Regions from separate parts of the Gossypium hirsutum genome. Here region 1 is linked to region 2. Evidence: chromatin contacts called from public Hi-C data. All regions are on one chromosome and are shown on one strand. Each heading gives the region's core, a stretch centred on a gene start, on an enhancer-like site or on the middle of the called end of the contact. The rest is flanking DNA. Distances are from core to core; before and after follow the strand shown. Region 1 holds the start of LOC107914609 (F-box/kelch-repeat protein At3g06240). Region 2 holds the start of LOC107914601 (stearoyl-[acyl-carrier-protein] 9-desaturase, chloroplastic).

Region 1 (4,143 bases), core at 912-3,411, 360 kb before region 2:
TGAAGCATCCGTAACTAGTGTTAGGCACCATTTTAGATACGGACGATCACCAATCTAGGTAATAAGTCAACTGTGGTGCCATGAGGACTATCTATTTTAAAAATATCACTGCCAATTTTGCTCCAACATCTCAGTTTTCTTTAAGCACCCATATCTAGTATTCGTGTTAGATTTCCAGATACGGGTATGAGAATATGATCCTCCAAATACATTAAAAGCCATTCATCATACCTGTACTCAACACACGCTCTAGTCCAAAAACCATACATCAACACCACTGCAAAAATGAGAAACTAGCTGATAACGATTCATGATAGTATAAGCTGCCCCAAGTTGCATAGGCAAGCAACTGGGAATGGAAATTATAAAAAAAGTGGGAGAAAACACACAGACAAGCAATCTGTATTCAGTGGATTCCTAGAAAACAAAATTATTTGAGCTAATTACACTGTTTCATTTGGATCTAAAAGTACAGACAATAAGTCATGATCATCATCATAATAGTTCCTATTGTTCAACATCAAATTACATTCATCGATTCGAGACATCTAGCTCTCTAAACAACTATTCGTGTATGAAAAGCACACCATATCCAGCATGTATATGCACTTGCAGATCGTATGTGCAGGTTATTAGATCTGCAGATAAGAGTTAACAACTAATTGATTCTCTAGGCAGAAATCTAGCAAATTCACTGAAACAACCAAAAAAACATACAGACAAGGCAGAGGCTAACATCTTTAGCTTGCGTATAGAACGAACAAAAACAGAATTTTTGGAGAAAGACAATATAGTCGCCATAAATTGCATATCAAGAGAGAAAATCCCATGAAATCTTACCTCTTTTGTTGTAGTCTCCTTCCATTTTCATATTCAATATCAATCCGATGCGTCTCCAGCCGGCCGACGTATTATAAGTTCCTCGCGCTCTGATCTTCCATTGATTGGAACCAAGCTCTCAACATAAGCAATAATCTGCATCGTTTCCTGATAAGCATGGATACCAAGACTTTTAAGCTCTCGTGTGGAGGGGTCAAACAACACAAGTTCATGATCCGAGCTCTCGAGAAACAACTCACCATTTTTCCAAAACCCCAAAGGCCTCTCAACTCTAGGAAGAGATTCAATACTGAATTGTTTAGTCCATGATCCATTCATAACCCATAAATCAAAAGATTTGTCAGTCCCTTCCCTTGGGTAAACAATAGCACCAAGCAGTCCATTGAATTCCAAAAGTTCCAAATAGTATTCAGCTAAAGACCCACCAAATTCAGGCAATGGTAAAGCAGAAAACTTTTCATTGACCATATCAAATGAGAGAATAAGGTACTCAGAGTCCCCAATTGCCTGCCAATAATAAAACCCGTTTACGTAATTATTAAACAAAGGAGATCCATAAGGTTGAACCCCGGGAACTGAAATCTCCTTCCATGAATCGCTTTTAAGTGAATATAACTCAACTTGGTGGTTCCAATCACCCATTAACCCTTCATCTTCATTCTCTTCAAAATAATTAGTAACAAATCTTACCACTTTGTAGTCACCACTTTGAGAATCAAACCCAATACCAACGCAACCAAAACTAGTGGAATCTACTGAAGGAGGGCGTTGGACTGTGGATTGAGGGAGAGTTTTAAACTCTCTAGTTGATGGGTTCCAAAGGGCAACCTTATCAGCATCATGTAAACACAACAATCCATTACAAGGACCTGAAACCACAGGGGCATACCAACAATCCTCGAAAAAGGGTAAGTGAATGTTGTGTTGTACCGAAAAGTTTTGGCCTTTCTCAGTTGAAAGTTGAGAGAAATAGTAGATGTCATCACGGGTGTTACCCAGACAACGTTTGAGGAGGAGATTAAGGTTGTTGTTGTGGAGGTTGTTTTGCTGATGTTTGGTAATGAAATGAGGGGTTTGAAAAGATGAACACCAAGGCTTACAAACGCACCTGAAACGTGTCAAGGACTTAACTGGAAGCTTTGACAGAATCTCCAACATCACCATTTCTGGTACCTCAACTCTAGTTTCGGGCATCTTCCCTCTCTATCTTATCTATTTCCTCTGTCTTTTGATGAATGATTTCATTTGGGGTAAGAGAATGTGAACTAAGAAAAAAGAAGACAAAACTGTAACAAGTAACATTACACGTTTTCTTATTTGGTATACAACAATAACAAAACAACGTTGAAGATGTGAAACAAAGTGAAGGTTAAATTATGCTATTATAGTCCCTGTAATTTATGAAAGTTATGGATTCAGTCATTAAAATTTAATTTGATCAATTTTAATTTTTGTATTCTTTAAATTGATCAAGTCTACTCCTTTTACTTTTTAAATTTTAAAGTTTTAGTCTTGACCCCAAAAAGTAGCAATTAAATTTGTTTAGTTAAATTCAATTACTAGTCATTTAGAGTTGTAAATTTAGTTCATATTCTCAAATATAATCATTCTAAGTCTTTATACTATTAAAATTTTGAAATTTCAATCTTTATGCAAAATACAATCGTTAATCCATTAATTATATTTTTAGTGAATAATATGTGGAAATAACTAGCTTACATAACATTACGCATATGATAATATGTTTGTCGCATCATATTTTGAAAATAGCATAACTTAATGAATTTAACAATTATCATTTGATGAGTTTTGAAATTTTAAAATTTGAACAGTAGAAGGGTTAAAATGACCAAATTAAAGTATATAGACTAAATCCACAACCTTTGTAAAGTACAGGGACTAATAACTAAATTTAACTTAAAGTTGAACTACGGCCAATGTGTTTGATGGGCCTGGCCGAGCCCTCTGGTAATTCTCAAAACCCAAGAGCTTATCCTGGGTAGGATTAGCACAATAATGGCCATATCCGTATAAAAATGCATATACTAAATTCGGAGTAAATTGAAAAGGTTAAAGTATTTTGTTAGTCCTATACTTATATATAATTTGAGATTTGGCGCATCTACTTTAAAAGTTAAAAATTCAATCCTCATACTTTTTTAATTTAAAAATCCTAATTTAATCATTATCGTTATTGTAGTTTCTGTCAAAATTTATTAATTTAACATGTTTATTTAAAATCAATCATATGTCATGTTATATAATGACAACCTAATCAAAATTCTAAGTTGACAAATTTTAACAGAAAATACTTAAAATTTTAATGATTGGACTGTGATTTTTTAAATAAAAAATATGAGGACTTAATTTTTAATTTTTTAAGTACATGGATTAAATCTCAAATTTTGACAAAATTCAGAGACTAACATCATATTTTAACCAATTAAAAATATCTAATATACTAGGAATATAACCCCCAGTCTTTTATTTTTTACTAAACAAAAAAAATCAAGAATAGGGATAGCATACATTACATAGTAATCCTGGAAGAGCAAACAACTAAATCAAAATTGGTCAAAAAATAGTTGAAAATACAAAAACAACACTAAACTTGATAGCATTGATAAATAGAAAATAGAAGCATGACAAAAAGTATAAATCTGATACAAACATATCAACCTCCCATATGAAACAATCCATAATTCATGAAAAACTCTCATCATCTCATAAAAATCCCTTCCAATCACTATACTCCACAATTCATGATAATCTCTTAACAAAATTAATTATTGAAAGGATACGGGAGACAGTAGATAATATTACAAATTTACAACATAAAACTAGTAGAAAGGAAAAAAAATTTTACAAAGAAAGAGAGGTTGGTGGATAAAAGTAGATATGAAGAGATGTTGGTGGATCAGAAGTGGATAGAGAGAGGTTTTCTAAACTTTTTTTCGATGTCCCCTTAGGCTTCCTTCATTTCCCTTTTATAAGAGAAATTTTTGAACTCTATTTAACTTTCTTTGAATCTCACACAGTTTTTCTGATAAGGATAATGTCTTATTATTGACTTGGCATGGTTGCTTCCACGTTGCTTCCTTTTTTGTCTACATATGGATGTCGTTTTCCCAAGTTGCTCTATTGAATGTCATTTTCCCACGTAGCTTCCTTTTTTATTTTTACTTGGATGTTGTTTTCCCAAGTTGCTTCCTTAATTGGTTTTTTCCACTTGGCTTTTATCTTGTCTGGATATTAACTAGATTCATTTCCTCCATTTCATCTAGTTGTAATGAATCTATTGAC
Region 2 (3,915 bases), core at 297-2,796:
GTATGGCGAGGGTTGTAACATATTATCCCAAGTAAAAGTCGTTTACTTGAGAAGGGTTGCGTCATTGATCCAAGTTGCACTAGTTGTGTGGAAAATGAGAGTTTAAAGCATGTTGTTATTTATTGTTCAACTGTTGCGACTATTTGGAATAGTCTTGGCATGGTTTATGTGCATAATTCATTTATTGATTTAATGTATTACTTTTCTTCATCTTTCGAACTCCTCTTGTAGCAAATGTTTTCTCACTATTTCTTGGAGTATTTGGTTCCACCGAAACCTATTGTGTTGGAAGAATGTGGTGATTCAACCTTCCCAAATTGTTTCTTTTGTAGACACGTTCTTTCAAGATTGGCGAGAGGCAACTATGGTTTTCCAATGTGTCCAAGGTGCATCTTTCAAGCATCAACCTTGCCTATGGTACTAGTTGAGACCTCTGATTGGTTGTTTTAAATGTAACATGGATGCTACCATCTTGTCAGATTGAAACATAATCGTCCAAATACCCTGAAAATAATATTTGTTACTTTATAAAAGTAATAATTTTTGATAATTTCTCAGTTGGGTTGAAACTCGATTAATATAGGTTACACCAATTTAATCAAAAACTTAAATATATAATAATATAATAATATATATCGTGTATATGCATATATTCTTTTAACTTCGGCATACCTTATAATAGAAAATTTCTTTGTAATTATTTTACAAATTTCATTTTTTGGTTGGCTGGAAGAATTTGTTTATAGTGACCATTATCTTTCTTAAAGGAATTCCAAGCATATATTTGTGCTGTTGATGGAGACCTCCACATGGGAATGTTTTTTTTTTTTTTTAAGATCAAAATAATATTGAATGAAAAAGATTAATACCATTTTTTTTATGATGAAACATTTCCTTTTATGTAATCACGTTCTTGATTTTATTTATTTTGGAATATTTTATATTACTACTCAAATTCTAATTCTGAATATTTAATAAGTTTTTTCTAATATTCTAAATTGAAAATAGAGAAAGAGTAAACATTAATTAACTTTCGCAATACCAACCTAACATTTGAAAAAGATTTGGTAGACAAAACAACAATCCTTTTACCATTATTCCTTAAACTTGATATGATTCAGATTTTAAATTAAAATTTTACAAATTTTAATTAATTTAATTGAAGTATTATTGAATAATAAAATTATAATTGTAATATAAAATAGGATGATTACCATTATATTATAAATTCAATTACATTTTGGCTCCTTCCACTTAAAAAATGAATAAATTAATTCATCTAGAAAAATATCAATTTGTTAGAAATTTTATCTATTCTACCGTTAAAAACTGACATAGTAAACGAAATAACTCGACAGTTATACATGACGTACCATGTGCATATCATACCCAATGAATAAAATTTTTAACCGAAGGAATGATGTGTTTGTACCTCGTACTTTAACCAATTTATTTTGTCGTTTTTACTAATTTATTATTATAAAGAATAAATGAATGCGCAATTAGTAATTAAAAGGAAAGTGAGGGGTAATGTTAAAATATAATGAAGGTCAGTATCCCTTAAATAGGCTATGTTTCTTTCGAGAAGCGTTTGCACTTTCTGTGGAGGAAACTGAAGCTGCCAAAGCTCGAGAACTCAAACCGAAACAAAAAAGAGAAAGTGCTCTTAAACCCCCCAAAATACCTAAAAATAAATGGCTCTGAAATTCAACCCCATCACTTTTCAATCTCAGAAACTCCCTTCATTTGCTCTTCCACCAATGGCCGGCCTTAGGTCTCCCAAGTTTTTCATGGCCTCTACTCTTCGTTCTGGTTCCAAGTTCGTCTCTTTCTTTCATATTTTATTGTTAAATCATGGATTTTGATTCTTCTTCCGTTATTTTTACCTCATTTTGCATCTGGGTCTTTTTTCTTTTCTGCTAACTTACATATATCTTGTGATCTTAATGTTCTTGTTGTTTAATGGTAATGTTGTTCTTTTCTGTTTGGGATAATACTTTCAATTTAGAAACGACTGAAATAAGGTTCGTTTCTTATTAAATGTTTATACTTTCTAGCTCAGTATTATGTTTTTATGTATGTAAGGTTTACTGATTAAGGTGCAAGAATAGGGAAAACACGTTTCTTTAAATAATTTTTGCTCTCTCTCTTTTTCTTTTCTTTATTTTTTTTAAATTTGTGTTTTCCTTCTTTATTTTGATCTTTTTGTGATTTGGTTTCATGTTTGGTGGGTTGTTTTGTATTTTTATTATAAAAATTGAGACTTTGATAACTTGGTTTTAGACTGAGTTATGTGCTTCATTGGAATTATCGCCTGATAAGGATCTTGAGAGTGAAAGAGGTCCATGTGTCATATTTAAGTTTCTAGCTTTATGTAGCTATTATGTGAAGGCTCCAAGGTTTTTTTTTTTTTTGTCCTTAGCATATTCTCTAGTATATTAATCTTGATGCGCGTGTTTCTTGTTGGATTTTAAGATTTGTTTAACTGTAAGATATGCTGGTTTCTTATTTTGATGTGGACAGCTTCCATTGTTAAATGTGTTTTGGATGGTTTGAACGAAAGATGTAAGAACAAAGCAATGTGGAACATGTTTTTCGATAGCTTGTTCTTATCAATAGTTTTTTTTTTTTTTTTGTGATGTTAACTTTCAAGAAAAATCAATTATTTGGTTTTTCCTGCTTCATGTCTCGTTTTTGTTTGAGAGGAGTTCACGAAACCGAAAATACCCTGTAAATTGTATTTTATAAATATTCTTAACCATTATTGATTGTCTGGTCTCTTTGCTGTAATCTATGATGTTACGGCCTTCACTAATTTTCTATTTGTCTATTACAGTTTGGTAGTTTTGGGAGTGGTTAGGATATTAATTATTTTCTCAACTATTTTTTTCTGAAGGAATTAAATTTTTCTTGGGGTTTGAATTACTGGGAAGCTATTTCTGTTGTGATATACATACTTTTTTTTCTTTTAAAGAATCTTATATTTTATCTAGTTAATCCGTATTTTCCTTATTAGTATTCATGCAAATTGTATTGAAGCATGTTCTTCCAAGTTTATGATCAACTGATCGGTTGAGAGTGCATCATTTGTCTGAAATTGATAATGTCTCATTTATGGACTTCTGGGGCTCATCCACAAATGCAAGTAGTTAAATGTGTTGCTTCATCCGTGCCCATCTCTAAATTTATTTCTATGAAGAGAATGCTAATGTTATATCATTGTGCATGCTGCATCTGCATCCATGTTATCCACTGTGTTTAACTTGATTGCGAATCATGCAAGTGTTCCACACAAACGGTCTTCCGATTTTCCATTTATGTCATTTTAATTTGTTTCAATATGGTTGAATCTGTCTTTGAAAAGAAAATTCAAGTTGGTGGAAGTAGTTCAGATTCTCTAGACTAGCTGATGAATAACATAATGTTTCCTTTTTTTTTTCAAATGGTTCCATTTTGTTTTTAAAATATAGTTGAATCTACATTTTGAAAAGAATATTCAATTTGGTTGAAGTAGTTCAGAATATGTTGTCCTCCTTCCTTGATTTGATATTGTGTTATTCCTTTTTCTTTTCTTTAAACTAGTAGTGATCTTATCATTAAATTATTTAAACTTCTGTCAGAAATCTAATTTAGTTCCTAGTCTTTAGGATTTTGGTTATCTTTCAAGTTGAATTCTTTCAGTTTGAATTTTGGGACTTATTTTCTTTTTGATTCTTGGATAAGTATTTGGCTATAAGTACAGCAATCACCATTCATTCATTGTACGCTTTATTCTCTCATATAAACATGGTATTTAAACTGAATAAAATGTCTCCATGATTGCTTCTTTTTCTTGCACAATTTTTTGAAAATGCTTGCGTTTCTCCTTTGAATCTACTTCATTTAACATTTTAATCAACCGAGTATTTCGTACTT

The links. Hi-C and Micro-C count contacts between places; a contact is called where the count stands out from the background.
Region 1: a contact with region 2 is called in a Hi-C map of leaf, with 2.5 times the contacts expected there. The contact joins the promoter of LOC107914609 here to the promoter of LOC107914601 in region 2. A contact is called at or near these places in 2 of 34 Hi-C or Micro-C datasets (callus and leaf).

What each region holds. Positions count from the first base shown.
Region 1 is chrD10:21,545,521-21,549,663 of Gossypium_hirsutum_v2.1, reverse strand. LOC107914609 (F-box/kelch-repeat protein At3g06240) reads right to left here and starts at 2,161. Exons shown (of 2, transcript XM_016843561.2): 1 at 841-2,161; 2 at 1-277. The coding sequence starts at 2,034. The coding sequence ends at 880.
Region 2 is chrD10:21,184,102-21,188,016 of Gossypium_hirsutum_v2.1, reverse strand. It overlaps LOC107914601 (stearoyl-[acyl-carrier-protein] 9-desaturase, chloroplastic), which reads left to right and starts at 1,546. Exons shown (of 3, transcript XM_016843547.2): 1 at 1,546-1,819. The coding sequence starts at 1,695.